4 separate regions of the Mus musculus genome follow, and all the other regions are linked to region 1. Evidence: chromatin contacts called from public HiCAR-type, HiChIP or PLAC-seq and promoter capture Hi-C data. All regions are on one chromosome and are shown on one strand. Each heading gives the region's core, a stretch centred on a gene start, on an enhancer-like site or on the middle of the called end of the contact. The rest is flanking DNA. Distances are from core to core; before and after follow the strand shown. Region 1 holds the start of Slc43a2 (solute carrier family 43, member 2). Region 2 holds the start of Smg6 (Smg-6 homolog, nonsense mediated mRNA decay factor (C. elegans)). Region 3 holds the start of Vps53 (VPS53 GARP complex subunit). Region 4 overlaps Smg6 (Smg-6 homolog, nonsense mediated mRNA decay factor (C. elegans)).

Region 1 (5,725 bases), core at 1,687-4,186:
CTCCCCAGGAAAACAGTTTCCAGCCCCAGGGCGCCCATGCCGTCCGAGAGATTGTATAAAAGTGGACAATCTGATGTCACCAGTGCCATGAGTCAGAAAAAAAGAAAAAGAGAAAAAAAAAAAAAAGAAAAAAGAGAAGAGAAGAGAAGAGAAGAGAAGAGAAGAGAAGAGATAAAATCTGACCTCAGGATGAGGTAGTAAAAGCTTTGCCATAGGCTGATGTTTTTTTTTTTTTTCTTTCTGTTTTTTTAAATCCCCAGTGTATCCTGTAACAAAGGCACAAAAGAGAGCCAACACTCCCACCTGTTCCTTTCAGAGGGGCCTTTAATCTCCTGACATCCCAGAAGCAAAAGAGAAAGCTTGGTCAGGGAACAAGGTCTGACTCTCAGTCTCTCAAGATTTCTTGCTGATGTGGGGAAAGACCTGCCAAGAAACCTTAGGCTATTAGGAAACATTTTTGAGTGCTAAAGGCTAAAGGTTGGTTATAAATGATAGGCTTTCTGCCCTCTCCCAGGTGGCCTTTGGTCTCTCCCTTTCTCCCACCTTTCTCCTCTCCTGCTAAGCTCTGTACACTAAGGATCCTCTGGGCAGATCAGAGAAGGGAAGTGAAGACTAACTGACTCGGGTCCAGGCAGTGGGAGCAGGTCCAAGGCTTTCCCTTCCTGCTAAGAATGAGAGGCTGGGTGAGGCAGTATAGGCTTGTCAGCCCACCACTTAGGAGAATGAGATGGAATTATTACAAATTAAAGGCTAGCCTCAGCTACATAGCAAGATCCTTTGTGAAGAACAAAAGACCAAACAACCTTACAGACAAAAAAATTTTTAGAGCCGGGCAGTGGTGGCGCACACCTTTGATCCTAGAATTTAGGAGGCAGAGACAGGCAGATTTCTGAGTTCGAGGCCAGCCTGGTCTACAGAGTGAGTTCCAGGACAGCCAAGGCTACACAGAGAAACCTTGTCTCAGGGAAAAAAAAATTCTTGAGAGCCCAGCAATAATGGTGCACTTTGATCCCAGGACTCAAGAGGCAGAGGCAGGTAGATCCTTGAGTTTGAAGCAAGTTTGGTCTAGGGGTTGAGTTCCAGGACAGACAGGGCTACACAGAGAAACCCTATTTTGAAAATAAAATAAAATAAATAGCAAGCCCACTTCTTAGAGATGACACTCAGGGCGTGGAACCTCTTGCCACCAAGTCTGTCAACCTGAGTTTGACCTCATAAATTCACATAGTGGAAAAAGAGTGTCAACAACCAAAAGCAGTCCTCTGTCATCGACAGCAGTCCTCTGTCATCGACAGCAGTCCTCTGTCAGTCATCCAGTTCTGTGGCCCCCATAAATGAATAAAAAAATGTAAGAAAAAATTTAAAGTAAAAAAGTAAATGAATAGGACTCTAGAAATAAAAAAGACATGCCAGCAGTGACCTACAGAGTCAAGCCTGGGTACGGGGTGGGGCAGAGACAAGAGACAAAGGCAAGAAGCAGTTCTTACCAAGGATGCCTAAGAAGGGGAGAGGATGGCAGCTGACTCGGCCCCACTGATGACCCTACAGCAACCAGGGTATGAAGACAGGAGTGGCAGAAGGAAGGGTGGGGGTAGTGTGGGCCAGCCTCAGCCTGCCTGCAGTCTGTCCTGGAGAGTCTAAGCATCCTTCTACCACTGTCTCCCTTCCTCTTCCTCCCTACGATGTTTTGAAAGCCACTGAGATGTTCTCACAGTTCAGGAGAGGAAATGGCCTTTGGAGAATCATAAAGCAGCAAAAATAGACAAGAAATTCTATCTTGGCAAGCCTTTAAGGGGACTCCATAATGGCCTGACTTAAAAACATGTAGGTCTAGATGAACCTTCCTTCGGGTGGAGGCGAAGCCACTTCCTCTCTCCTGCTGCACCCCGGCCTATGAGAGTTCCTCTTTCTTACACATGTTTTTTTTTTTTTTTTTTTTTTTGCAAGGCAAGCAATGCTGCAGGCCCTGGAAGACCAGAAGGCCAGCAACGTTCCTGACTGCACGCAGGAGTCTATTAGTCTATTAGTCTACAGCTTGGGCAAATGGAAGACTTGTCCCAGCCTCAGTTTCTCCATCCACAAACAGGGACGATGATAATGATACGCACCCAGAGAGCTGGATGAGGATCAAATGGGCTTTTTGGCACTTAGAGGCGCTGTGCAGCAAGCAGGCATAGCTGGCTTACATCTTCACCACCAACCGCCCTCTCCCAAAGACCCACTCCAGAAACCTGCCCCCGACCGAGGCGCCCATCTCACCTGGCTTCGTACACAGGTAGGAGTAAAAGCCCTCGGACTTGAGCATGATGAGCAGCGAACCCCAGCCCAGGAGGACTGCGGAGAAAAGGAGGTTTTCCAACACAGCGGTGCAGGCCATCCACCAGCGGCGCCGATGGGCAGTGGCCAGGGTGGGCGCCATGGTGCGGTGTGGCGGTGGTCGGGCTCCGGTTCTGCAGACACCTGCGCGCAGACCTCAGCTTCAGCGGTGGCTCTACCCAACCCGTGTAGCCGCTGGCGCACAGCCTGTCAGTCCCTTGCAGCCCAGGCTATAGGTGCCCGCCGCAAAAGAAAAGAACCCTAGCCCTGTCAGGGACCTGGGCCACCCCGTACCCGCAGCTACCTGGTAACGCTACCTTAGGCCACAGTGGAGCCCCGCTGGCCAAGAGGAAAGGCTTCTCCCTTAGTTCACTCGGAGGTAAACTGAGGCATGGCAGCTGGAAAAGGGCTAATTATGCTCAAGGACGTGGAGCGGGTCCTGATCCCAAGCAAGACTGAACAGCCACTTTGGGGGCCGGAAAGGGAGGCAGCTCGTAGTAAGGTCACCTGAGCAGAGGCTCACCTGAGAGCTGCCACTCCCAGGGACCCTGACAGGCTCCCGCCCGCCCGCACTCGAGACCCTTCCTTAGTGCTTGTTCCTTCAACCACAAAATCAGCACAGGGAGCCCCGAAACGGCCCGCCCACGGCGCTTTCATTGGCGGGACCGCACAGGAACTGCCGCGCCATTGGTTAGTGTTTAGGTCGCTAGGCGCTACCGCCACGCGAACCCCGCATGGGAGAGGCGAAGCCGGTTCAAACCGGCGGCGCGAGCCAACCGCGCGACCCCCGTGTCGGGCTGTTACCCCGGCGATTAGCCCGTTTCCATAGAAGCGGATCCCGTCCCTCTGTCCTCCTGGCCTTTTTCGTTACGTCTCCCTCCCGGTGTCGTCCCTCTGACAAGTATGCACCTTCCCTCCAACCCCTGCCTGCGAGCGGCTTCAGGTTCTCGCACCCTCGTCTGAGACCCGGATCCTGGGAGTCCAGCTCACCCGGCTCCTACCAGTGTGTATCGGGCCCGCCCGGCGCCTTTTCTGTCCCCTTTATTTCCAGCCCTTTTATTCCTATCCTAAGATGAAAAACACTGCCGCCCGTTGATTGGCTGAGTGGGGCTGGAAACAGGCGTCGGCCAATCAGCAGCTACCCACCCGCCCCCCGGCGAGCAGAAGCCGGTTCCGGCCGGACTTGGAGACAAACAAGAGGAATGGGGGGGCTGGGGGGCGGCTCGGGCAGGCCCAGCTCTACCCAGTTAAACTGGAGTGCCCCTCGACCCGGTGACCGCCGCGGGCATCGCCCCACGCCCTTCTCGTTGCCCTCTTCCTTGTCAAGTTCATGGGTCAGCGTTTCAGGGAGTCTTGGTCCACAGCGAGCTGGGCTCCAAGCACCGTGCGGTTCGGCCCGCAGTATAGACCACCGTTCTCGCCCGGAGAGAACCAGGGCCGGATGCTCCAACTCCGCAGGCCATTACCGCCCTTTTGTGCTGTTTCCCGGCCTGCTCCTTGGGCTTTGTGTCCGGGCTCCTCGCTGCCTAGCCCCCGTTGTCCTATCCAGGCGCTGTCTACGGGTATCAGAACACCCCGACCCAGGTCGTGGCATAATTACCGCATCCCTGCTAGATCTCCCGACTCACCGGGTCCTTGCCTGGAATCAGGTGCCTCCTGCCTGGTCTTTAATCGGTGTCCCTTAAGGGTCTGTAGTCAGGATTTTGGACTAAGAGCCCCTGGTCCTCCAGTTGTCGCCATCCCCATCCCGCGCCCTCTTTTCTCGGTGCCTTCAGAGACCGGTCAGTGTTCAGGCCGGTCACCTTGGCATGCCCTGCCCTCCCACTTTCCCAAACGACTCTTTCATGTGGCTGGCACACTTTCTCGTCCACCCTTCTTCATGCTGTGAGCAATCCCGAGCACCTAGTTAGTCTAAGTCTGACTTTGGAGAGCGCGATAGATCACTAGGGGTCCAAAGAGCTCCGTCCTTTCTGTATCATCAGCGGAGCTGCGCTGCTCTGAGGACCTGCTTGGACGTGGAATGGAGCCTCAGCACGAAAGATTTGGCTGTCCGTCCGAGTCTCCCTGACGAGAGGCACTAACCTCCCCTCAGAAAACACTCGGTATCCCTCAGATTCTCCACACTTCAAGAGCCGGCTTGCTTTAGAGCTAAGGGTGTCCCCAGCAGCCTGACTCAGCTTCCCTCAGCTCGAGTGCGCCCCCTGGTGCCCAGAACCTTCGCCAGCCATTCTGCTAGTGCATGCTCTCCCAGACTTGGTCTAGGCTTGCTGGTGGGTTTGGGGGCCTGATGACCTACTGTGCAGAAATCTCATAAGCTCCAAATTGGACCTACTATCTGCCAATAGATTAAGCCCTTCAATCCTTTTCCTAAGCAATCTGCTTGAGGACCTTCTCCAGACATATATCTAAAATGTTCCCTCCCCCTCTTCAAATAAATAGTGCCCCCTTCTCCCTCAGATTGTGTGTGTCTGTGTGTGTGTCTGGGGAAGTGTTGAGACAGGATCTCACTATGTAGCTCTGGCCATCCTGGAACTGGCTATGTAATCCAGGCTGCCCTCTGCCGCCTCGTGCTAGGGGGCTCAAAGGCACCCTACTGAGCTACTAACATGTAATGATGTTAGACACTGTGAACTAAACATTTAACACAATAGTTAATGTTATCTACTGTGAGCCTTGCCCCTCCCCTGCCCCCACTGCACCAGGATAACCTGGTGTCCTGTTTATCTTATCTGCCCATTTCTGTCCCTGGGACACAACTACTCATCCATCAATCTCTGCATCACATATCTACCCCGCAGTGAATTGTGGGAAATGTAAACCTGACCTTGATAAACCTGACCTATTGCTAGATCCCGCAGAAACTCTTTACCTTGTTCTTCAAGATAAAGTTCAAGTTCCCCAACTGACTGGACCATGCTGCTTCCTCCTCCCCATTTCCCACTGGATGCTCCCCTCTGGGGAACTGCTGTGGCTCTGGCTTTGTGCTGCTCTCGCTAGTGACCCTCCCTTGGGCAGCACCTCCTCTGGGAAGCCTTCCCTGGCCACTCTCTATATTGCCTTTTGCTTTCTTTGTCTGCTGACCGTAATGCCTTATAATCTGTATCCCCATTTCCCGCTGGCTCTGAATTTCTTGGGGGCAGGCATGCCTCAGTCCTAGGTGCCCAATATGAGTCCTGGAAGGAAAACACATGAGCAAGTGAAAAGCACCAGGTTCAAGGACAGAAGATCGCAGGGTGCTGGATAGGATCAATAATAACTGCCTTTACTGATGGCTGAACTTGCACTGGGTGCTTTTACACTGCATGCTACTACTCCATCCCTACAACTGCCCTGGATACAGCCGTTATCCTTACATTCCAGATGAAAAACTGAGGGGCTAGGTGGCTTGTTCAAATGAAACAAGAAGTCC
Region 2 (5,981 bases), core at 653-3,152, 610 kb after region 1:
ACACCATTCATCCTCACCAACTCTCTAACAACAACCAACAGAATCATTTCATGAAAATACTGCCTAGACTATGTCATTAGAATACTGAGACTAACTGCTACTATGATGATAGAATATAAGAAGAAAAAAAAAAGTTCCACTAGAGGAGCTTTTCCTAGGCACCAATGGGCGAATTGTGACACGCTCTCAAAGGACCAAAGGACTCAAGAACAGTAGAGCCCAGCCAAATCCATGCCTCCAAATCCCAGCACTTGGGGAGTGACAGCAAGATCAAGAGTTCAAGGCCACAGAGTTTGAAGCTTACTTGGACTATATGAGACTCTGTCTCAACAAAGGAAAAGAGGAAGAGGAGGAGGAGGAGAGGACTTTATAAACCACTCTCCAAGCTCCACTGAGTAGCAAACAGCTTTTTTTTTGTAAGTATCTGTTGCTTACAGTGGAGAGACTACTAAAAATACCTACTAAACAGTTCATAAGTGACAGGAACTAGTGAGAATATTATCCAGTACTCAAGTTATATAAAATCCTAGTACAGAATTATAATGTATATACAAATGCAAACAAGCTGGTAGCCAAGTATTTATACACCTGCATCTATACCCACTTTTGTTTGGGGGATGGGGTGGGGGCGAAACTAAAATTTTAGGTTTCTGACTTGAAAGTTGGGTATGGTGGCATATGCATATAATTCCAGCACTCTGAAGGCTTCAGTCAGGAAAAGTATCCAAACTCAAGGCCAGGTTGGGTTACACAGTAAATTCAAGGCCAGTATTGGCTACAAGGTGAGACTTTGTCTCAAAAGAAAAACAAACACAAAATAAAAGATACTGCTGCCTTGGCAAAAGTTTAGCTTCTCCACCAAATGTGAACCAAGATAAAGCCGTTTAACCTCAGCACCCTGAGTAAACTTTTAAACTTAGTTTTGGGGCGGAGCCAGGAGAGGTGGTGACTACTATTTTCCAGAGGAGAGAGAGAAAACAGCCTGGTTAATCCAATTCAGTTGGCCAATAAAAACCAACCTCACAAATTCTAGCCACAATCCTAGAGAAGGTATCTTCTGTAACTGTCATCCTAAGCAACACTGGCTAATGAAGGAGACCAGACACCAAAATATTTCTCGCGCTTTTCTGATGCGAATGGAGACTGGCAAATTAAGCATTCTCTCTGATCACAACTGCTCCCACACACGCCAAGACCAAAACAAAACCGAGTCAGCTCTCTGAGGTCCTGGATCCCTCCAGTGGCCTAGCACTAGAAACCAGCCTTGGGGGGTGGGGGGGGGGGGTAAGTTCAGCAAAGGAAGTCCTAGCCTGTTAAGCCTTTCTCCTCAATTTCCCCAGCTCCTCCTCTCCGACGCGGAACGGAGGACTACGGAAAGGTACACATACACAGACTATTCTTTTGGGAACAATACGTCTCGGGGCCTCTACCGGACCCTAGCACCCAAGCCAGTTCGTGTCTCCTCCGGACTGGAACTCAGGCGCTGGCGTGAGAGGGTTAGGGCACCGGAGAACAACCACGGCGCCGCGCCGAGCAAGAGGGCGGAGGCTGAAACTCGCGCTTGGGCTCTGCCCCGAGGGCCCGAGGGAGCGGAGCGACAGCCTCGCTGTCTCCCAGGGGCCGCCGCAGGCCCGGGCGCACTGTTGGGGAAGGGGCGGGGGTTCGGAGCGCCGCGGACGGGGCGGGGAGGAGGCAGAGGAGAGGGAGGCGGGGCGGGCAGGCCCGGCCCAGCAGCTGGGCGGCGCAACTCACCTCTGCTCCCGGCCTGCGGAGCCAGAGTGGCCAGGATCCCTCGCAGTTCCGATGCGGAGATCCGCACACGCTCCAACCCCTCCGCCATCTTCGCGGCGGCTGCTACAGCTGCGGCGACTCGGCCACCGCCGCGCGCAGCCAGGAAACCACGACGGACGGGCGGCGCGCGCTCACCCACTCCCACCCTTTTCCCCGCCCCCCTCCTGCCTGCCCTCCCCAAACGACGGTGGCCGCACTGGGAGCAAAAGCATTCAGCACGTTCAACTAGGGCCTTGCCGGAGCGGGCGAATCGGCCGCGGAGACGGCGTGTGCGCGTGCGCAGAGGTGTAAAGCTAGGACGGTCCGCCGAGGCTCGGAGGTGGAGGCGCAGCGCTCTGGAGGCGAGGTGAGGCGCAGCCAGGTGTGACTCGCCCATGTCAGGTGGGCATTCGGGTCTAGGGATGCCAGTATTGCTGCGGTGACCACCGAGGACACTGCTTTTGATCTGGGGCTCGGATTGACGGAGACATCCTACAACCCGGCCTCCTCCGATCATTTTAGGCCGAAGTCTCCTTACCGTAGGCCTGGATTGTGGAGTTTAAATATCTTTTATTATTATCCCCATTACTGGTAAACGGAATCTCAGAGAGTGGAAGAAGTAAATTGCTCCGTGTATCGTTTGATTGTACCAGAGTACTAAAGTCTATGACAGTTCATCCCTAAGACTTGCTGGAGGTCGTTGTGTGGAGGTAAAAAAAGAAGGAAATTATTCGATCTGGGAATTACTGTTAGCATTGAGAATTTTTTAAAATTACTTTTTTAGTACTCAAGTCAATTCTCCCATCTTTACATCTTTAAATTTTTACTGATGCTGGTAAAAATAGCTCATTCTTATATTCACGGTACTTCAAAGGCTGTGGTGGGAGCATTGCAAGTTCAAGCCTGGGCAACATAGCACATTTGAGGCTAATCAAGGCAACATATTAGAAGACCTTGTCCCCCAAAAAGGAAGCAAAAAGTTAATTAGACTAGAAGATGGGTACTTTAAGCTCATTGACCATTAACTCCTATTAGAAACGGTGGGGTGGAGAAACTTCCTATCCAAAGACTGCCTTTCTCCAGTCTTTCCTTCTTCCCTGTCTCACACAGTCATTGACCCTTTAGACCTCAAAAAGTAATAACCAGTTATGCCTTGATCATAGTATAAAATATTTGATAGTACTCATACAGTTCCTGTTATGTGACAGATATTTCACCATCAAAAGAGAAAAATGCCGGGCGCACGCCTTTAATCCCGCACTGGGGGAGGAGGGGCCGGCAGAGGCAGGCGGATTTCTGAGTTCGAGGCCATCCTGGTCTACAAAGTGAGTTCCAGGACAGCCAGGGCTATACAGAAAAACCCTGTCTCGAAAAACCAAAAAAGAGAGAGAGAGAGAGAGAGAAAGACAATGACTGAGAAATAGTCAACAGCTCAAATGAATGGGTATAATTAATTAGAGTGGCCAGAACAAATGGCAGTTTTTGTCAAAAGATTTGAGAGGAATAGGAAATATAAAAACTGCTTTGCTGGGGCTGGCAAGATGACTCAGCGGGTAAGAGCACTGACCTGCTCAGGACCAAAGGTCCTGAGTTCAAATTCCAGAAACCACGTGGCTCACAACCATCTGTAATGAGATCTGGCGCCCTCTTCTGGTGCGTCTGGAGTGAGAGGAGTTGACTAGAGAGAGCTGGTCCTACCAGAGCAAGCAGAGTTGATCCAAAGGTCCTAAAATTCCCAGCAACCACATGAAGGCTCAGAACCTACAGCTACAGTGTACCCACATACAGTAAATAAATAAATCTTTAAAAACAAAACAAAACAAAAAAAACCTGCTTTGTGCTCCTGGCATGATAGCACATGCTGTAACTCTAGCACTTGGGAGGAAGATCAAACTTTAAGGCTGTGTTCCACCATTGAGTCCATTGAGTTTAAAGCTAAACCAAAGAACATGTAGACTCTATCTCCAAAACATAAGCCAGACATGGTAGCACATGCCCAGCACCAAAAATACACAGGCAAGAGGACAGTTTGGTCTACATAGTGAGTTCCAGGCCAACTAGAGCTATATAGTAACACCTGTCTAAAAAACACTAACAACAGGGTTTTTTAAAATTTATTTGTTCATTTAATGTATATACACTGTACATTAATGTATAGTACACTGTTGCTGTCTTCAGACACACAAGAAGAGGGCATCAGATCCCATTACAGATGGTTGTGAGCCACCTTGTGATTGCTGGGAATTGAACTCAGGACCTCTGGAAGAGCAGTCAGTGCTCTTAACTGCTGAGCCATCTCTCCAGCCCAACAATAGGATTTTTTACATTTTTTTAAAGATTTATTTATTATTATACATAAGTACACTGTATCTGTCTTCAGACACACCAGAAGAGGGCGTCAGATCTCATTGTGGATGGTTGTGAGCCACCATGTGGTTGCTGGGATTTGAACTCAGGACCTTGGGAAGAGCAATCAGTGCTCTTACCCGCTAAGCCATCTCTCCAGCCCCCGGATTTTTTTTTTTAAACCCTAACTTGAAGCTGGGTATGGTATCAAACATCCCTAACCCCATGACTCTGGATGCTAAGGCAAGAAGATACAAGAGTTCCCAGTTAGCCTTGCTGTACATACAAGGAGTGCAGGCAACACTTGGGAAATGAAGCAAGAAAATCAAGAATTGAGAGGTTAAGGTCATCCTTGGCTATGTTCCAAGCCAATCTGGATTGCATGAGACCCTTTCTCCAAAAAAAAAAAAAAAAAAAAAAAAGGGTCCCCAGCACCACATACACTGGGTCGTTATGGTGGCAGAAGCCTGTAATCCCAGCCCTTGCAAAGTACAAGGGGAAGAATTAGAAATTCAAGGGTATCCTTGGTTACATATCCAGTTGAAGACCTGGTTTCATTTTGTTTTCTTTTGTTGAGCTTAAAAGTCTGTTGTATCCAGACTGGTTTTGAAGTCATTATGTAACCAAGGATAACTTTGAACTTGTAATGCTCTTGCCTCCATCTCCTAAATGATGGCATTACAGATGTGGATCTATCCTGATGTGCCAGGTTGAAGTTTTTGCTGGGGATTGAATGCAAAGATTGAATATGCTGGACAAGCACCCTATTGAATGAGTTGTGTCTCTAGCCCCAACTTTTATTTATTTATTCCTTTGTTTATTTCCCAGTCTGTCATTTTTTAATAACTTGTCTCATTTTTAATTATATGTATGAGTCTGTGTATGCATACATACACATGAGTGCAGGTGCCTGTGGAAACCAAAAGGCATTGAATTCCCCCTGGAGCTAGAGTTCGAGGCAGTTATGAGCCACCTGATGTGGGAACTGAATTCCTGTTCTCTCCCAGAGCGTGCTGTGCTTGCTCTTAATCTGAGCAATCTCTCCAGCCCCGTGACTTTCATTTTTTTGTTTTTTTGTTTTTTCAAGACAGGGTTTTTCTGTGTAGCCCTGGCTGTCCTGAACTCACTCTGTAGACCAGGCTGGCCTCGAACTCAGAAATCCGCTTGCCTCTGCTTCCCAAGTGCTGGGATTAAAGGCATGTGCCACCACGCCTGGCTAACTTTCATTTTTTTAAAAGAAGGAAAAATAATTTTAAACAAGAAAACTCCCCTAGGACAGTCATGGCCAACTTAATTCAATGCTGACAGTGATCAGACCAGAGAGCCTCTAAGTATTAAAACAGAACTCGGAAACACAATAAATACATAAGGAAGAGAGATAATACAAGTTCTAAACATTGGCAGCTGACTGAAGAGGAGCAACAGGCAAGTTACAGGGAAAAAAGCTACTTATTTGGTTTTTCGAGACAGGGTTTTTCTGTGTAGCCCTGGCTGTCCTGGCACTCACTCTGTAGACCAGGCTGGCCTCGAACTCAGAGATCCGCCTGCCTCTCCCTAGTGCTGGGATTAAAGGTATGGGCCTCCACCACCCAGCTAGAAAGCTACTAAATTGATGAGGGAAATTTTGAATTTTTAGATTTAAAGTACTCATGAAGAACTAAGTAAAACAATGAAAAAGACTTCAGCTTGGTGGTAAATGACTGTAATCCCAGCAACCCAGGATATTACGTAAGAGAACTCCAGCCTCAAAGCTAACAACTTAGGAAGATTAGGAAGACCATGGCTCAAAATGCAATTTAAAAAAAAAAGGAGGAGGAGGAAGACGAGGAGGAGGCTAGCCAGGTGTATACATGGCTTTAGTCCCA
Region 3 (5,825 bases), core at 422-2,921, 650 kb before region 1:
GCATGTGCCACCACATCCAGACAGCACCTATGGTTTCTGATAATAAAAGTACCATATGGAGAAAAAAAAAAAAAAAAGCTGGGCAGTGGTGGCGCATGCCTTTAGTCCCAGCACTTGGGAGGCAGAGGCAGGCAGATTTCTGAGTTCGAGGCCAGCCTGGTCTACAGAGTGAGTTCCAGGACAGCCAAGGCTACACAGAGAAACCCTGTCTTGAAAAACAAACAAACAAACAAACAAACACAAAAAAAAGTACCATATGTTGATTGTAGATGTGTGGGAAAATAAAGAAAAAATATATTTCCCTGTCATTTGCTTTTGGTTGAGACAGTACATTTTCCTTATCCACCTACTCTTCACCTTCCAAGTGTTGGGATTATAGGCTTGTACCATCACACCCAGCCAATTTTGCTCTCAGAAATAAATATTCTGCTTTCTGAAATACACTGTGCATATATCGCTATGTCATTAAATAATTGTCAAAATAATACTTTTATGAGTCAATAATATATGTGTGGAGGTTAGAGGGTAACTTGTGGAAGTTAGAACTCTCTTATCAACATGTGGGTTCGATGGATGAATTCAAGCATCAGGCTTGAGGGCAAATGCTCTACTGGCTGAGCCATCTTGATGTCTCTCACAGTCCTCCTGCAATTATATTTTAAAGCATTCTTTTGTTGCTGTTGCTAAAACTTATACTACTCACACATTTTTGGGGGGCAAACTAAAACAACAATAAAATTCCATTCCTAAAACTATAATGTTTTTTAAAAACTAAAAAAAAAAAAGCAAATTATATTATTCCTGAAGCAATTTTTATAAAACTATATGTACGGAAAAAAAAAAAAAAGTTCAGCAGGGCCAGATACTCCTCTGTCGAGGTTTTCACAATGTTGAACTGGTAAGGCAACCCTTCCCTTGGCTGCAATTCCATCATTGTTCCAGTGCCTGCTGGAAAAGCGGTTCCACAGGGCTATCTGGCTCCTCTTTTTGTAATGTACGCGGCTAAACACCCTAACATTTCCTGTACTACCTGCCTAAGTTTGCATAATACTTCCATATTTAATGTCACCCCATCTAACGTAGTGTAAGCAGGGCAGATGGGAATACTTTGTTCAAGATCATAAGGTTATCAAGGGTGTAAATAAGGATGTACAGCCCGGACATTCGGTCTCAAAAACCAAACACTTCCCAGCGTTGGGTCGCTTTTCTCCTTACTCCCCACCCTAGCGAGGAGGCTTCAGACAATTCTGCCCAGTAGATCCTTATCTAAGGAGCAGAAGCTCTCCCAAACCTCAAATGTCTTTGGCAACACTGCCACTTACCAGCTGGGGTCATTTCACTCCCGATGGCAGGGGGACACAGACTGCCCTAGACCAAGGGGATCCAGCGAGCGGGTTGCACGTTGGCTTCATGGCCAGCGGGGCTTATTGCCCATCCATTGGGACACTGCCGTGGCTACCGCTCTCTGGGGCGCCCGGGCGACACTACGGCGCTGGTGGGGGATGCGCCCTGGGCGAAGAAGAGAGGGCTTTCAATCTTAAGAACCCGCCGCGTGCGAACAGGGAACTTGAGGTTAAGGGTTGTCTGGAGATTTTCCAGGGACTTGACAGCCATGCCTGCGGAAGTCAGTCCTCCGCTATCCCAGAGTCCCCCGGTTCCCGGAAGTGCCCAGTTCTCCGGAAGTGCCAGGCTAGCCGAGTAAGTAGCGGCTCCCTCGAGCCCCGTACCTGGAGGCTTGCTCTTCTGGGGTCCTGGTGACAGACAGGTCGCGAGCAGGATTGGAGAGGGCGTCGGGGGCTGAGCGGCGGGATGATGGAGGAGGAGGAACTGGAGTTTGTGGAGGAGCTGGAGGCTGTGCTGCAGCTCACGCCAGAGGTGCAACTCGCCATCGAGCAGGTGAGCGCTCCACCCCCTCGGGAGGAAGCTGCGGTGGAAGGGGCAGCTCTAGGCCAGGGTCGAATCTCCCCTGCTAGGCTGGAAAGGTGGCGGTTCTTATGCTGAGCGGAAGTCTGGATGGTGGTAAAGGTGGGGATGGGTTTTTCAGCCTGGGGACCGAACACGTCTTCTCTAGGCTCTGTGTTTCCGAGGTTGTTACGCCCTGCTGAGTTTGGGCCGAGCTGTCCTCTTTGACAGGATAAACCTAGAGGGAGCCCCGTGACTAGAGAATTCGGATTATGGTTGATTTTAAGACTCTATTCATTTTCCAGCTAGTGCGGCTTCTTCCATTTCTCTGGTTAAACTCTTGGAGTGGTTTGGAATTGGCAGTGGGATACTTCCATTGCGGAAACGAATGACAGAATAGGGTTGTGGGGCGGCATACTGGAAAATGACCCTTGTGCTGGTGTGCGCGTGCGCGCGCACTTGACACTCGCTGGAGTCATCTGGGAAAAGGAAGCCTCAGTTGAGAATTGCTTCCATCAGATTGGCCCACGGGCAATCTGTGGGGGCATTTTCTTGGTTGATGCTGTAGAATGGCCCAGCCCACTGTGGGAGGTACCACCCCTGGGCAGCAGGTTCTGGATTGTATAGAAAAGCAAGCTGAGCAAGCCATGGAAAGCAAGCCAGTAAGTAACATTCCTTCGTGATTTCTGCTCCATTTCCTGGCTTGGCTTCACCTGATGACGACATACTATAACCTGTAATCCAAATAAATTATTTACTTTACAAGTTGTTTTTGGTCATGCTGTGTTATCACAGCAATGTAAAGCAAACTAAGACAAATCTGTACCATAACTAAAAGACTGAGGGCTAGTGAGATAGTTCAGTGGGTAAAGGCACTGTGCCACCAAGCCTGCTGACCTGAGTCTCTTCCCCAGGATCCTCAAAATAGAGGGAGAAAACTACTCCTGGACAAAACACACATACACATGCACACGTCTCCCCAACCTCTGGTCTACAAAGTGAGTTCCAGGACAGCCAGGGATACACAGAGAAACCTGTCTTGAAAAACAAAAAAATAAAGTATTAATGGTCCATATATGCTAATTATTAGTAGTAGAATTATTTTACTTGGGCTACCTTCCCAATAGCCATTAAATGAGACACACTCTTTCTTTCCTTTCTTTTTTATTAGTATTGGAGGTTGAACAAATCCTTGGCACATGAGATAAGTGTCTTACCACAAAGCAATATCCATAGCTCCTAATGTGCTTCTTCTTACACTATAACCCCATGTCAGTTCCCTTAAGGAAGATCTTTCTCCCTCTATCAACAAAACCTTACAAAAACCTACACAGTTACTTCTAATATTATGACCATACATCTTAATATAGTTGACAGGAGACTTTAGTCAACAAAAAACTTCTTGTTGGGAAGAGAAGACTCTTAGGGATATTCTTTTTTTTTTTTTTTTAAAGATTTATTTATTATATGTAAGTACACTGTAGCTGTCTTCAGACACTCCAGAAGAGGGCGTCAGATCATGTTACAGATGGTTGTGAGCCACCATGTGGTTGCTGGGATTTGAACTTCGGACCTTCGGAAGAGCAGTCGGGTGCTCTTACCCACTGAGCCATTTCACCAGCCCCCAGGGATATTCTTTAGTGTCACCCAAATTGCAAAAATTCTCAACTTTGGGCTGGAGAGATGGCTCAGCGGTTAAGAGCACTGACTGCTCTTCCAGAGGTCCTGAGTTCAATTCCCAGCAACCACATGGTGGCTCACAACCACCTGTAATGTGTAATGTGGTCTGATGCCTTCTTCTGGTGTGTGTGAAGAGAACTACAGTGTACTCATATACATAAAACAAATAAATCTTTTTAAAAAATTCTCAACCTTTTAAGATTTGTACTGTATTTTTGTGTATGTGACCTGTGCATGAGTCCCCTTGAAATCCCTTAAACTGCCCATGCAGTACAGTGTCTAGACATCTTTTGGTAAATCTAGAATTTTTCTGCCAACACTGAGGCCTGGCATTCTCTCTATAGGTGTCACCGGATGAAGTAGCTTAAGTCAAGGGCTGCGTTGTGTGAAATCTGTTAATGCCTGGGATTAGACCCAGGAACAGGAAGAGAAGAATGAAGAAACTGGGAGCAGTTAGGAAGTGAATAACCCACTTCCTCATACCAGCTCACAATGACAGGCCCTGTTCCCAGCACTCCCTCTGCAAAGGGCTTTTCATTAATTCTATAATTGCATGTATGTGTCACTTGTACGTGTGGTGTATTCTCACCTTAGGTGTGCAGCACAGAAGTGCAATGCTAAACTTTCAAAAGAAACGACTAAGCTCCACCTCTCACTGCCTTTGCCTCTGCTTGCCCTCCACATCCTAGAAGCTGTGACTCTTCTACCTTTCCTAGGAAGTCATTGGTTTGTCCGTGTTTATTCTTAAATAAAAAAAAAATTACTTATTTACTGTTTATGTGTGTATGTTTGGGCCTGAATGAGTTTATGTGCCCCATGTAAATTCAGGAGCCCTTCAAGGCCAGAAGATGCAGTCGATTCCCTGAAACTGGATTTGGAGGCAGTTGCAAGGAACCATATGGGTTCTAGAAACTGAACCCAAGTCTTCTTGTAAGAGCAGCCATTGCTTTTAACCCATCGCTCCAACTCCGGATTTTTAACTCTATATTCCACAGACTGAAGATTTGCTGAAGATTGCTTTACACGGTTATTATTTGTCTTACGCTAGTAAAAATCAGAACCCATAGGATCACTTTTCTTTATCTGTTTGGTTTGGTTTTATTATTACATTTGTATACTTGTGCACCAGTGTGCTTATGGAGATCAGAAGATAAACTGCAGAGTTAAGTCAATTCATGTGGGGCCTAGGGACTGAACTCAGGTCATCAAGCTTAGAGGAAATTACTTTACCTGCTGAGTCTAATTTTGCTAGTCTCTGTTGCACTCTACTACCATATTTTGGAAGCAGGGTCTCATGTAGGCCTTGCCCTCACAATGTAACTAAGATTGACCTTGAATTCTTGATCCTCCACAATCACTCTGGAACACATGTACACACACACCACCTCCCCAGTGCTAGGATTATAGGCATATACCGCCATGCTCCAGCATTTTGTAGCCCACCTTGTTACACAGTTTTCAAATTGTGACTTCTGTGAGGACTTGTGTGACTTTTGTGAGTTATATTTCTCAAGATAGTTTTCTTTTGTTAACTTGAATGTTAGTTCTCCATTTTTTTTTAATACTATCTGAAGCATAAAGATTCCTTCAAGGCAAGCCGAGGCTGTTGCTTAAGTGGTACAGGATTACCTAGCCATAGATGCGGCACAGGGTTTGAGCCCCAGCTCTACATAAAATACACACACGCACACATACATACATACTGTTTTTGTACATAGAGGTAATCAAGCTTTTCTCTTGTTTTTCACAGTGTTTGGATTGAACCTGAGGCCTCTGGGTAGACATCTTACCATTGAGTTGTTTCAGCAGCCCAGAGAAGGGCAATATAAGTCAGGCTTGCCTCAGGCTTGCTATGTAGCTGACAGTAATGACCTTGAATGCCTGATCCTCTTGCTAGACTGACAGGCTTTGGGATACCACATGTGACTATAGACAGACATACCTAGGAAAGTTATGGCTAGGTAAATGTTGCTTCAGTGCATGTGACTGCTGTCATTCAGGCGCCACAGACAGTAGTCTGTCGTCAGGCTTCTGAGTCCTCTCTTAGTAGGAGGTGCCCACACTGCAGTCTCTACTGTGCTGCCGTGTTTGCACTACAGGTGCTGAAAGGTAAGACTGATGTTAGTAGGTGTGTCTTGGATCCCATCCTAAAATCTCTCATATATATGCTGGGTTGTTTTTTGTTTTTGTTTTTTTTTTTTTTCCTGTCACAGTTTTGGACACCTGAAATCTTGAATCAAAAA
Region 4 (5,620 bases), core at 1,788-4,287, 570 kb after region 1:
CAGACTCACAGGTCCAATGTACAGGACTCACTCTTATTGGAAGGCTCTTCAAAAACTAGATCCTAAGGGACAATTTATAGTACACCCTCACAAACATGCCAGCTGGCTGCAACTCAGCAGCTGATTGCTCCCTTGTCTAACTTGGTAAGGAGCCAGAGGAGGACTTTTCGTAGTCAATTCTCCCATGCTGGAAATTCTCTAATGCCAGAGTTCTGGCTTAAGTCAGGATATCAGGTTATTCATGAGATGCCAAAACTATATCTTTACATTGGCTTTGAACAACTCTCTCAAATATACCATACAAATTCCCACAATCTTCAACATCATCTGGACACTAAGGCCAAAGACAGCAACTTCTCACATAGAGAGGAACAAGCTTTTTAAAGTATGAGTAACATCAAAACAAACTTTTCATAAGTTATAAATCAGTCTCACTGACTCTAAAATAGGCAACTGGACAATGCACTCAATAAATGGTTTCCTTAAAACTCTACTAGGCATGTTCCCTTTTCTACCAGATACTCTAATTCTCCCTATTGTTGACTTATTCTATGAAGATCAAACCACAAGGCAGTTTCTCTAAGAGGAAATGATGGAAGAAATCTAACAAGGTGGGTTTTGTTTTTTTTTAATATCATCAAGCCCCCAAATTCATAATTCTTAAGTGGAATAGCACTCTTCCTCCCAGAGAGTGTTTGAAAATATGAGGGGATCACTAATGGCACTTAGCTGGTAGTGCCAGGAATGATATGGATCCTGAAGTGGCAAACACACAGGATTATGTGATCACAAGAGTGCGAAAACCTTCATTAGCAGTGTCTTATAAGAAGGCCCTCAACCTTAACTGCTTTGATCCCTCCCAGCTTCTAGGACAGTGAGGAAAGAATTGGTGGTTGGGGGAAGCCTGAATTTTAAACTAATTTAAAACTAGCATGGACAGCATAAACAACTTCATCTGGATCAAGCAATGAGATAAGAGAAGACTCACTGGGTAAAAGTGTTTCCTGTAAAGTCTAAGGACCAAAGGTCACACTCATGTCTGTACCCACATAACATGCTGAGCATGAGCCTGTAAATGTCTGTAGCCCAAGTGATAGAAAGAAAGAAAACAGGAGGGCACTAGGGCTTGCTGACTAATAAAATATGGGCTTCATGTTTACAGAGAAACCATAAAAGATTAAGATGGAAAGTGGCAGGACAAGTAGCACCCTTGCAAATACACACACACAAACACACACCCCTATGCTACTCACACATACAAATTAATAATAAAGATGTGTTGGGCATGGTGGCAGATCTCTGTGTTCAAATAATCTTTAAAAAAGTAAAATAAAGTATAGTACTATGTTATGAACAACTTCGATAAAATAATATACATAATATAATGTGTATTTCTTTGTTGAAACAGGGTCTCATCGTGTATACTTGGATGGCCTGGAACTTGATACAAAGACCAGGCTGGCCTTGAACTCATAAAGATCTGCCTGCTTCTGCCTCTGTATTGGCAAAATTAAAGGCATGTGTGACCATGATCTGTCAATAATATATATAATAACTGGTTTCACACTTAAGACTACTGGCTATTGACAACCTAGGTTTAGATCCTATCATCCACTTGGTGGCTCACACGAGTGTGTAATTCCAGTTCCAGACACTCTGATGCCCTATTCTGGCCATTCAAACAAAATGCCCATACACATAAAATTCATTTAAAAATATTTAATGGGACTAGAGAAATGGCTCAGATGTTAAGACCCAAATTTGGTTCCCAGCACCCATATTTGGCAGTTAATAACTTCCTACACCTCCAGTTCCAGGATCGTTGATACCTCTTGGCCTCGCCAGCATCTGGACTCATCGTGTGTGTGTGTGTGTGTGTGTGTGTGTGTGTGTGTGTACATATATGTATATATATACATATATATATATATATATATATATATATCCATACCCATATATGCACAACTACAAATAATTTTTTTAAATCTCTAAAAATACTTTTTAAATAACAAAAGTTTAAATACCTAAGAATTGGGGCTGGGAAGACAGGTTAGCAGACAAAGGCTTGCCCTAAGCCTGACAACCTGAGTTCAATCCCTGGGACCCACGTGACAAAAAGAGAGACCAACTCCCAGAAGATGTTCTTGGACCTCCATAGGCACGCGAGCACACACACACACGAAATGGAAAAATAAAAAAGTAATTTAAATTAAGACCCCAAAATTTAAAAATGTGTTTGATTTGTAACCAAATTGTTCTCTGATTACTTTCTCTTCCTCTGAACATTTTAGCTGCTTCATGTTTTCTTCTGAATGCTTTTTTTTTCTTTTATTCTTTTTTTTTTTTTTTTTGGTTTTCGAGACAGGGTTTCTCTATGTAGCCCTGGCTGTCCTGGAACTCACTCTGTAGACCAGGCTGGCCTCGAACTTAGAAATCCGCCTGCCTCTGCCTCCCGAGTGCTGGGATTAAAGGCGTGCGTACCACCCGGCCTGAATGCTAACTTTTAAGCACATTACTGGAAAAGCGCACCACCTCACTCCTTCCTCCTTCAGGATGTATTGTTTATACTTGTTCTGTATGTTACTCAAGTGACTTCTCTTTACAATTACTGTCATTACTATTTCTAAAATGTCTAAATTAAACCAAAGCTTGGAAATTCTGACTGGTATCTGGGTCCGACTTTCCGGATGGTAACTGAAGGTCATGTGGGGTGGAAAGTGGCCTGTGGGTAACAGAACACACACATGCACGCGAACAGGATATGTTGGTAATCTGGCTTCCTGAGACCTAGTAAGTTGTGAGAGTTCTCACCATTACCCTTGGAGAAGATGAAAAAACTAAAGTTGGAAAATGCTGGATTTTTAAAATGTCCCCTCTTAGCATTCTATCTAGTGGTGTCTGGGAAGGGGCACATTTGCCTCCTACACCATTTTACTTGTCTAAAAGTACAAAACAAGCGAATGAACGGAAGCTTCTTCATAGCGTGGAAGCTGGTGTTTGTGGCACAGCTTATGTCACGTCTCAAGCCCAGAAACACGAAGAGTGTGGTTTTGGTGTTTAACCAGCCTCTACTGCACCCTGGCACTGTTTCTTCCCCAGAGAACTTTAGAGGAAAAAAACCAACCTCCTATCTTAAAACCAAAGGCCAGGATAAAAATAAAGCCCTGAAGTGGTTTGGTGACCGAGGTCATAAGGGCTGCCACAGGTCTGAAGGTAGGGCCAGTATGCTCTGAGAAACTTCACTGCAGTCAACCACAGAAACAAAGACCTCAGCCCCACAGTCCAACAGTCTAGGAGGCTGCCTTTAGGCCTGATTTGTTAGGAGCTGCTCCACACAAAGCAGTTTATATCCTTTGAAAACCTCCAATCCTGCTTATAACTTTAACAGCAGTCTAGCTGAACTGTTCCTAGAGCCTATGAAAAGCAGAGCCAACCTGCAGCCTTGTCCTATAGGAAGGAGGCTGCCATGAACTCTCGCAGGCTTATTGCCTAATCTCCACTCATGAAGCAACTTTAAAACTTGATTCTGAGGTGAAGGAGTAGAACATGAGGTTCACACTACAAACTAGAAAAGTGAAATGGGAACTGACATGAAATCAACTCACGGCAACCCTGATGAAAATAAAACAAAACAAACAAAAGGACCAAAGCCAACCAAACATGCAATCCTTACACCCAGGAAACCAACAATTCGTCTTTCTCTACCAGGATCACATAATTACAGAGCAACAAAGAAACTGGGTTATCAGACATGAAACATCTGCTTACTAGCAAACCCAGAGATGAAATTTTTCTCTAACATTCTACACTGTCCAGAGGAAATGAGGGTAAACACTGGTTCTGCTCCTTCATCCTGACAGGAGTTCTGAAACTGCAAACTTAATTTACCATGATCTATGCCCAACAACTAGAATGCACTCCAAAATGTACCATATGACCTGATGTACCATATGACCAGGCTTCAAACCTAAGGCTCTGACCTATAGTTGTCCTGGGTGGCTGGGAGGGGGAGGGCAATGCCTGTGTGCCACCCACACAGCAGCTTTCTTTAACATTATGGCAGTGGCAGCAGCGGCAGCAGCAGTTTAGCACACAACTGTACAAGGGACACTGAAAAGTGAGAGAAATGATGGGTCTGAAGAAAAAATGTCATCTGTATAATTTTTTAAAAATTTAAAAACAAGAAAATTCAGCCAGGCATGGTGGCCCACACCTTTAATCCCAGCATTTGGGAGGCAGAGGATTTCTGAGTTCGAGGCCAGCCTGGTCTACAGAGTGAGTTCCAGGACGGCCAGGGCTACACAGAGAAACCCTGTCTCAAAAAACAAAAAAGAGAAAGAAAGAAAGAAAGAAAGAAAGAAAGAAAGAAAGAAAGAAAGAAAGAAAGAAAGAGAGAAAGAGAGAAAGAAAGAAAGAAAATAAATTCAGAACTCTGTACTATGGCTGGTTCTTTAAAAAGCACAAAACATCCAAGCCAGATCCGCAAATTTTCAAGCAAAAACTATTACTTTCAAACCTTGGGAAGTGACATTATCATTACTGCCATGTTTCAGATGAGGAGGCTGAAGTTCAGCCAGTTATGGACTGGGCCTCAGACCTCAGAGATAACAGCTAATAAAATTAGGACTTAAAATCAGAGATTTTCAAAGCCCAGACTCTTAAATAACCTCTATATTACCTGACTTTGACATGTAAGATACTAAAGAAAATTAATCAAAGTTACTAAAAAACCAGGCTCTTGAGAGATACACTTGATTTGAAAGAAATTATTCACAGAAAGCTCTCCCAAGTTTAGTGATAACAAGAGGAGGAGAAAGGAAGGTGACTAAAAATTGTATATGTATATATAATATATTACCTACTTACTTATTTTAATAAATATGGAACTGTGGCTACTGGGAGAGTTCTTTGGGACTGTGGCTGGTGGTCTATTCACCAATAGATAGCTCACAGCTATGCACCTATGGGTAGTACTAATTAGACTCAATAAAATTAAAAAAAGAAGACATGAAATTGGGGGGAGATATAAAGGGAGAACCCTGGGAGGAACCCTGGGACTTGGAGAAAGAGAATAGAGGGAGAATATAGTCAAAATATGTTGCACACATGAATGAAATTCTGAAAGACTTAAAAGCCACAATATTAAAATTATATTATGAAATTCATGAAATTGGTATATTTGCACAGGCATCATGCTAATCTCAGCATCACTCCAATTTTAGTCTATGTACTACAGAAGCCATACATTTTGATTAAGATATTTTAAGAGATTAAGGCAGCTGGGTCAGCTCAGCAATAAAGCACATGGTTAGGAGACAAGGCCTCTGACTCGCAACTGGTTTGGACTAAGCATCAAAAGCAAACAAATGGAGGTCAGAACTCTGTAGGAGTCTAAAGAGGTCTCCTCTCCACTTAGAACCCAGCTTCCAAACCAAAGCCAGAGTCATGCAGAACAGGCCTCAAATTAATCCATGTCATACTAATTATAATACTATGTTAGTTCAAGATGCTTCCTCATGAGATAGGCAAATAAAACTCAACTGTTTTCTATCAATATGCAAGGCAAGCATTTTAATTTTACGTTGAGTGAGATTTTACGCTATGTACATACTCCAGCTTA

The links. Promoter capture Hi-C pulls out the DNA fragments that hold promoters and counts their contacts. HiCAR-type assays count read pairs that join an accessible place to other places. HiChIP or PLAC-seq counts read pairs in DNA pulled down with a chosen protein or histone mark.
Region 2: an H3K4me3 HiChIP or PLAC-seq map of the SCID.adh cell line shows a contact between it and region 1, with 15 read pairs. The contact joins the promoter of Smg6 here to the promoter of Slc43a2 in region 1. A contact is called at or near these places in 4 of 39 promoter capture datasets (the HPC-7 cell line, cranial neural crest, embryonic stem cells and 1 more), 1 of 484 Hi-C or Micro-C datasets (embryonic stem cells), 13 of 115 datasets of contacts at active chromatin or transcription factors (the 230-238 cell line, the SCID.adh cell line, astrocytes and 9 more) and 1 of 9 other capture datasets (liver).
Region 3: a contact with region 1 is called in a HiCAR-type map of astrocytes, with 2.3 times the contacts expected there. The contact joins the promoter of Vps53 here to the promoter of Slc43a2 in region 1. A contact is called at or near these places in 2 of 39 promoter capture datasets (hippocampal neurons and pre-B cells), 4 of 484 Hi-C or Micro-C datasets (CD4 T cells, the G1E-ER4 cell line, pro-B cells and 1 more), 2 of 115 datasets of contacts at active chromatin or transcription factors (astrocytes and bone marrow-derived macrophages) and 1 of 9 other capture datasets (liver).
Region 4: a contact with region 1 is called in a promoter capture Hi-C map of pre-B cells, with 2.6 times the contacts expected there. The contact joins the enhancer-like site here to the promoter of Slc43a2 in region 1. A contact is called at or near these places in 6 of 39 promoter capture datasets (3T3-L1-derived adipocytes, the C10 cell line, hematopoietic stem and progenitor cells and 2 more) and 4 of 115 datasets of contacts at active chromatin or transcription factors (astrocytes, embryonic forebrain, embryonic stem cells and 1 more).

What each region holds. Positions count from the first base shown.
Region 1 is chr11:75,529,323-75,535,047 of GRCm38.p6, reverse strand. Slc43a2 (solute carrier family 43, member 2) reads right to left here and starts at 2,936. Exons shown (of 14, transcript NM_001199283.1): 1 at 2,634-2,936; 2 at 2,260-2,460. The coding sequence starts at 2,419.
Region 2 is chr11:74,921,775-74,927,755 of GRCm38.p6, reverse strand. Smg6 (Smg-6 homolog, nonsense mediated mRNA decay factor (C. elegans)) reads right to left here and starts at 1,902. Exons shown (of 19, transcript NM_001002764.2): 1 at 1,753-1,902. The coding sequence starts at 1,840. It overlaps Srr (serine racemase), which reads left to right and starts at 1,808. Exons shown (of 9, transcript NM_013761.5): 1 at 1,808-2,137.
Region 3 is chr11:76,175,484-76,181,308 of GRCm38.p6, reverse strand. Vps53 (VPS53 GARP complex subunit) reads left to right here and starts at 1,671. Exons shown (of 22, transcript NM_026664.4): 1 at 1,671-1,896. The coding sequence starts at 1,810. It also overlaps a transcript of Tlcd3a not described here.
Region 4 is chr11:74,957,573-74,963,192 of GRCm38.p6, reverse strand. All of the region lies in intron 8 of Smg6 (Smg-6 homolog, nonsense mediated mRNA decay factor (C. elegans)), which reads right to left. Among named protein-coding and RNA genes, the nearest start is that of Srr, 34 kb to the right of the region's middle. Within about 2 kb of position 3,037, at least 73 of the 459 cell types and tissues checked have an H3K27ac peak or open chromatin away from gene starts, as enhancers often do. A contact at or near this core is called in 3T3-L1-derived adipocytes, hematopoietic stem and progenitor cells, memory CD8 T cells and 1 more, where this site is marked.